2 separate regions of the Mus musculus genome follow, and region 2 is linked to region 1. The links are chromatin contacts, called in public HiChIP or PLAC-seq maps. All regions are on one chromosome and are shown on one strand. Each heading gives the region's core, a stretch centred on a gene start, on an enhancer-like site or on the middle of the called end of the contact. The rest is flanking DNA. Distances are from core to core; before and after follow the strand shown.

The links. HiChIP or PLAC-seq counts read pairs in DNA pulled down with a chosen protein or histone mark.
Region 2: a CTCF HiChIP or PLAC-seq map of the NIH/3T3 cell line shows a contact between it and region 1, with 5 read pairs. The contact joins two enhancer-like sites. A contact is called at or near these places in 1 of 15 datasets of contacts at CTCF or cohesin (the NIH/3T3 cell line) and 1 of 484 Hi-C or Micro-C datasets (nephron progenitors).

The regions. Positions count from the first base shown.
Region 1 is chr5:151,053,227-151,056,864 of GRCm38.p6, reverse strand. The region is part of intron 7 of Stard13 (StAR-related lipid transfer (START) domain containing 13); the gene reads left to right. Among named protein-coding and RNA genes, the nearest start is that of Kl, 100 kb to the right of the region's middle. Within about 2 kb of position 2,289, at least 80 of the 459 cell types and tissues checked have an H3K27ac peak or open chromatin away from gene starts, as enhancers often do. A contact at or near this core is called in the NIH/3T3 cell line, where this site is marked.
Region 2 is chr5:151,331,891-151,335,146 of GRCm38.p6, reverse strand. It overlaps a transcript of Stard13 not described here. Among named protein-coding and RNA genes, the nearest start is that of 1700028E10Rik, 35 kb to the left of the region's middle. Within about 2 kb of position 1,751, at least 51 of the 459 cell types and tissues checked have an H3K27ac peak or open chromatin away from gene starts, as enhancers often do. A contact at or near this core is called in the NIH/3T3 cell line, where this site is marked.

The sequences.
Region 1 (3,638 bases), core at 1,040-3,539:
ATCCTTCCTGTAAGCCACATTCCATGGGAACCATCTTCCAAGACTTCCATGAAGCTCTGACATTGAGCAGAGTGGGAGGTGGGGGTCCCTTCCCTGAAGGCTAAACACTCGAACATCAGCACTCATCAGAAGGCTGTCAAAGCCAGCCAGCAGCACAGAACCCTAAAACATTGCCAGCACTCACTTCCCACACTCCCCAGCATACTGCAGTTTATGTATGAAGAAGTACAGCATATCCATTTTCACCCTCGCAGATGGCTGCAGATGAAGTGAAGAGGTTTAGCCTTCAATTGCCAGCCATTTGTATTCGACATGGTGGCTTGTGAGACCAGCCTTGCTTTGTTGTGTGAGCTTTCACATCTGTCTTAAATCACCCACGCACCGCCGCAGCTCAGGTTATCTCTGGCTACTGATAAATACGAAGCTCCTGCAGTGAAAGGCTAAACCAACACCGCGCACGCGCAGAATCGCTGCCCATAGCACACACTACTTTATGACTCTTGCTTTCTGAATAAAGCCAACCTTTCTTCATTAGCTGAGGCCCATTTCTAAAGAAGAGGAAATGGAAGTCTTGATAAACATCATTAAGCCCTGCAAGGATTAGCATAAACAGGATGCCAGGGAGGAGATTTAATACTATTTAGATGAAATTTGAATTCTAATGCAGCACTCTCGCCCAGCCACTCCTTATAATGGAGCCGCAAGATTTAAAAGCCTAATAATTCTGGGAAGACACTTCATTTCCAGGGGAAGAGTTCTGTAACCTGCCGCCTGCACATCACCTTGTCGGCTGACTACCTGAGACAGGATGAAGGATGATCTGGAACCTTCCACAGAAACTGCTATTTGAGCCCAGGCTTTTAGGTAGCTGGGGATCGAAAACAAAAGGGAAAAAGGGGTGGAAGTAACCCAAAGGAGCACTTGAAACTCAACCTTTGGTCATTCGGCGGGGAGCTCGCAGGCAAGAGAGGTGCTCCTGCAGGGGGCGCTCCTGCAGAGGGTTCTTCATGGCTAAGCACCTTGTGCCTCCTGAGGAGAGCAGTGGAGATTGTAAAGAGCAGGCCTGCGGTGTAAATTCTGGGACCCAGTATAAAATCAAAGAGTACGATTTCTTGTTCATTTCTACTTTCATTTTTCAAAAGGGTTTAGTCATTTTTATCTTAAGTGCATGAGTGTTTTGCCTGCAAGTGTGTCTGTGCGCCACAGTGCATGTCCGGTGTCCACACAGGCCAGAAGAGGGCATCAGAGTCCCTCTAGAACTGGAATTACTGAAGGCCATGAGCTCCCATGTGGGTGCTGGGAGCTGAACCCAGGCACTCTGCAAGCTCCAGCCAGTCCTCATTCATATACGTGTGAGACTCTCAACTCTGACAACAGAGCATTAAACAGACTGAAAGACCCAGGTTACCTCTCAACCACAATGAGTATCAGAACAAACAAAACACTTTCTGTTCTTAGAACAAAGTATCTTAGGTCCAACATGCAAATGTACTGGAAGCTTTGCTACAAAGAAATGGCTATTGGCAATTAGTGTCTTTCACAGTTCAGAGATGGCCTCTCTTAGACTCCACACTACTACATCTTTAGAACTATTGTCTTACTGTGCCCAGTCACTGCTGACTGCCACTTCAGAAACCCAATCCTAAACCGGTCAGGGGTTCCCCACTTCATTCATGGAGAAGCAGCTAAGAGTCAGACAACAGAAACTCCTAAGTTTGTTTGTTCATCACCTCGCTGCTGTCCCTTGGAAGACTGCGTTTCTTGGGCCATTCTTAGGTTCTGTACCTAGAATCTGGTCTGGTTTTTTTAAATCATTTTGTATTTACCAAGCTTAGGAAAGCCCTTTCCTTCTAGGCTTCCAATACAGTCCACAGAACCCAGAGCTGTTTCCCACCTCTCCTGGAAGGTGAGGGTAGAACAGGAGGTTTCTGTCAGAATGAAGCAGAATGAATAGTTTCCCAATGACCCGGCCTGACCCCCTGCAGGCGGCTCAGTCAGAAGGCTCAGAGCCTGCAGCTAGAAAGCCCCAGATAGATTTGAAATAATAAAGATCACAGTGTTTTCCAAAAGAAGAAACTTGAGATCTGAACAATTCAAAGAAGGCGCCCATCCAGGATGTACACATGTACAGACTCACAAAGAGCCACAGGACACAGTGGGCCAACGGAGTGGGCTGGGCAGTACAACTAAAACATCCCTTTTGTAGACTCTCTTCCATGCTCCTCTGCTTGGGGGGGGGGGGGGGGTTGGGAAAGGGGGAAGAATTCCTTTCAAATGACATAAATAGTTGTGAATCACACTTAAGAATACACCCTCGGGGCACTGTGACCCAGTGCAGCACAGCTCTGAGGTATACACAGTCTGGAGCCTCCTTCCAGAAGTACGGATGTAAACAAACTGAAGCTGTATCCCCTTTCAATAAGCACCTGCCTCGCAGCTTGACTTCTTTCTTCCTTTCTCTTTTCCTGTCCTTTTAACAATGCCTACTTTCTTCCTGTGCACTGTGATGCAATTTGAAATACTTGCCAGATCGGGGAAAATAAATGTTCTTAAGACTGGTTGTGGAGAATCACCCAAATATAGCTAAACGTGGCATTTTCTAGACACTGCAGACTTGGAATGAAGTAACTAACACATTAAGTAGCAATCTGCCTGGATATCTTGATCTGTGGAATTCAGTGATAAGCCCAGGAATGCAAAGAGCTTTTCTTGAGAATTCTGTTCTTATGACCACAGAATGTACCCGTGTTTAATTTCCCCTGTGATCTATGCAGCTGACATGTACAGACTCCAACTGTCCTCTAATGGCTTGGAATTCTCCCCATGTTCCTGTAGTTTTTTTTTTTTTTCTTTTCTCTTTTTTTTTTCCCAAGTTAAGGTTGCTTTCATCTATAGCAACAAGCAAGAGACACCAGGGCATGGCAACCATACACATGTATTTCTCTGGGTATCTATGAGAAAGAGAAATGACCACTGGCCACTGATTACTGGTCTGGCTACTCAGAAACATTCCACCTTGCTCTTAAAGAAGTGAGCTAATCTGTATGCCACTGGGGAGCGAGGAGAGTGGAGAGCAGAAACTCAAAGTCTGGGTGTCGAGAACATGGTGCCTTGATATTGAGGCCCAGGATCCCAGGAAACCTCAGCTGTGGTTTGGATAGGGCAAGTCCTGGGTGAGAGGGCGCTAGAGGTGCTGAACCTAACCTACGCGTTCATTGTTCAACTCACTCATCCCTCTTTGGGTCCTTATTGCTCTGTTAGGAAGCAGTCAAACTGCTAAAAGTGAGAGGTTGGGATGGGGTGTAGGAAAAGGGTCTGGGATCTCAATAAGATAGCCACATACTCCATAGTAGGCAAGGTGACAAGGAAAGAAAGTTACTTCTGCTGGAGCATTTACAGCTACACTGAAATGGGCACAGTGTTCCCATGCCTCACTGTCAGTAAGAGATCAGCCTCACATTCTTACGCCACCGGCTGGTTTAAACCAGTACAGCTGATGAGCAGAGCACAAATCCAACCTCGAGCACATACTTGTGTTTCCTCAAGTGCTGACCCTGGAGGAACTGGAATTTCTACCAAGCGTCTTCTTCTTCATACTTTTTAAAAAATAGAAGCTTCTCTTCCCTCACAGGACATTT
Region 2 (3,256 bases), core at 502-3,001, 280 kb before region 1:
ATTAAACCATCCCTGCATCCCTGGAATAAAACCTACTTGGTCAGGATGGATGATTGCTTTAATGTGTTCTTGGATTCGGTTAGCGAGAATTTTATTGAGGATTTTTGCATCGATATTCATAAGAGAAATTGGTCTGAAGTTCTCTATCTTTGTTGGGTCTTTCTGTGGTTTAGGTATCAGAGTAATAGTGGCTTCATAAAATGAGTTGGGTAGAGTACCTTCTACTTCTATTTTGTGAAATAGTTTGTGCAGAACTGGAATTAGATCTTCTTTGAAGGTCTGATAGAACTCTGCACTAAACCCATCTGGTCCTGGGCTTCCAGGGATCCACCCCATAATCAGCATCCAAACGCTGACACCATTGCATACACTAGCAAGATTTTATTGAAAGGACCCAGATGTAGCTGTCTCTTGTGAGACTATGCCGGGGCCTAGCAAACACAGAAGTGGATGCTCACAGTCAGCTAATGGATGGATCATAGGGCTCCCAATGGAGGAGCTAGAGAAAGTAGCCAAGGAGCTAAAGGGATCTGCAACCCTATAGGTGGAACAACATTATGAACTAACCAGTACCCCGGAGCTCTTGACTCTAGCTGCATATATATCAAAAGATGGCCTAGTCGGCCATCACTGGAAAGAGAGGCCCATTGGACTTGCAAAGTTTATATGCCCCAGTACAGGGGAACACCAGGGCCAAAAAGGGGGAGTGGGTGGGCAGGGGAGTGGGGGTGGGTGGATATGGGGGACTTTTGGTATAGCATTGGAAATGTAAATGAGCCAAATACCTAATAAAAAATGGAAAAAAAAAAAAAGAATCCACCCACAAAGGCCCAAGAAGGGAAAGTGTCCTCTGCTCTACCCCACACCCAGCACCCAGCACCCAGCTTCCCTGTTCCATGTGCTATTGAACAGCGTTCTCATGAAAGTCCTTAGGAAACTGCTCTTCTCTCTTTGCTTTCTCTCATGGCCTCCTCTTCCAGCAATCAAGTCAGAAAACCCAGGTCCTCCCAATGACCCCATGTTCAAACACAGGTGACCTTCTTTAGAGTGAGTTATTTTTCTGGATATCTTTAACTATATCCATAGACTCCACTGGACCCACCTTACCTATTCTCCCACAGCTAGACAAATCTGCAGTTTAGAGTTTTAGATGATCAAGACAAGAATTCCAAAGTTGACACTGACCCATTCTTTCTCAGTTACCTTTTGTGAATATCTATTGAGTCAAAACCAGACTGTTCTGTCTGAATATCAAAGTTCTTTGCTAACTATTGACTCAATCTTTCCCTCTCATGCCTCCCACTTTGGACACCAGAGATAGCTGGATACTATGGGTATTTTCTACAAGCATCATTAAGTTATTTGAGTGAATGACAAACTAAGGGGAAAAGATTATATTTCCTAGTATCTTTCTAGATGTTTCTATTACTAAGTAAAATATTTTTTCTAAGCTCCAAAGCTGCTACTTGTTATCCCTGTTGTTTTCACCTTTAAAAGTTTCTTCCTTCTCAACATGAGTAACATTTCTGACAGGGGATTAAGAGAGTGTTCATTATTACAGAAGCAAAGGCTTTTATAATAGCATGGAGTTAATGTTTAACCAACCAGACCTCAAGCAAAACTCCATGCTGGAAACTCATCATTGGAGAGCACTATGGTAACTTAAGTTTAGTCCATAAAAGGAAATATAGATACTTGTAAACACACAGAGGTACCTGGAAAAAGAATTTGAACTCTGAACATTAGTGCAAGTAGCTTTATGTGGCCATGTGGTATTTTAAGAATGAGTCATGAGAATTGCATCTTCAGAGAGGATATGACCAAATTGAAAAAAAAAAGTCAGCACTCACTTCCTTTTTGGAGAGACTTCAAGAAGGAAATTGTGTTTCCAATACTCTTTTGCTATGAAGAGGAAGAAGCTGAGGTTTGTGGAAGGTGATGAGTTATATACAGCTCCCACTTCCGGATTTGAGACCAACTGAGAAATATATACAAGCGCAGGAAAGATATCACAATAAACACTCCACTGATAGCAAAAATATTAAGTTGAAGAACATGTCCTGGATCCCAAATTGCCTTCTTATTTTCACTATACTTTAATTTTTAATAGAACTTTCTGGTCCTAGGCAAATCAGCAGGAGAAAGTCAAGTCTCTATGGAAGAAGGAGAAACCTATAAATGACCAGCAAGCAGTTTTCAGAGAAGGAACAGACAGAATGACCCTCATGCCTGTTCCCCACCCCGTCCATCAGATAAGCTGCAAATTAATTAGCCAACTCTTTGTAAAGAGCCAAATGTTGAATATTTTAGACTATGTTCTTTGTCCCTATTCTTAGCTCCACAGTGGTTGCATGAGAACCAGCTGTGAATATGATGCATGTAAGGAACAGAGGTAGCTGTTGGGTTATTCTGCTGGAGCTGCCTCAACTAAAACTCTGGAGCCTAGCTGGCTTCCACAACAGAAACGGATGGATCCATACTTCTGTAATCTGGAAGTCTGAGAGCAAGGTACACGTAGGATTGGTTCCTTCTGAGAAGTAAGACAGACTCCTCCCTGAACTCCTCTTCCAGCTTCTGTAGCTCCTGGGTAATTTCCATTCCTCCCTGGCTTGTGGGATCATCCTGCAGATTTCTGCCTTTGCTTACATTTTGCCATTCTTCCTGTGTCTAGTGTTCTCTTTAGTATTGTCTTGATGTGAGCACTAGTCATACTGGATTAGAAGCCTACTTTAGTGTGACTAATATTTATGGGTTACAATGGTTCATTTAAAAGTTCAGCTCACATTTTGAATTGCTTGTGGTTAGGACTTTAGTGCACAGATTTTGAAATGGAGCCAAAAGTGTTCATCCATTCCTTACTTACCTTTAAGGAGACAAATACCAGTGGGGATGTGAAGACTGGAATACTAAATGTGTCCTGTCAGAGAGTTGAGAGGACCCTGGCCAGCTGGGAGGCCCTATTCTCGGTGGGAGGCATTGGCCAGAACTTTCCGTTGTGTATGAAGTGGTCCAATGGCAGATGTGAGTGTAGTAAGAAAAAAAAAAACAAAATTATAGAGGTAAAGAAAGAAACTTATGAATGGAGAAGAAAGTACAACACACTGGATTTATTTAAGGTTAATTAAAAGCCTCAGGTCACCCTAGAAAAATTAGCAGGATCATGGTGATTAAGCATGGAAATAAATCCCTCTGTAGGCATTATAACCAGAAGGCAAAGCAGAAGTCCAGGCAGCTAGGAACATCTGGGCTGCAATGG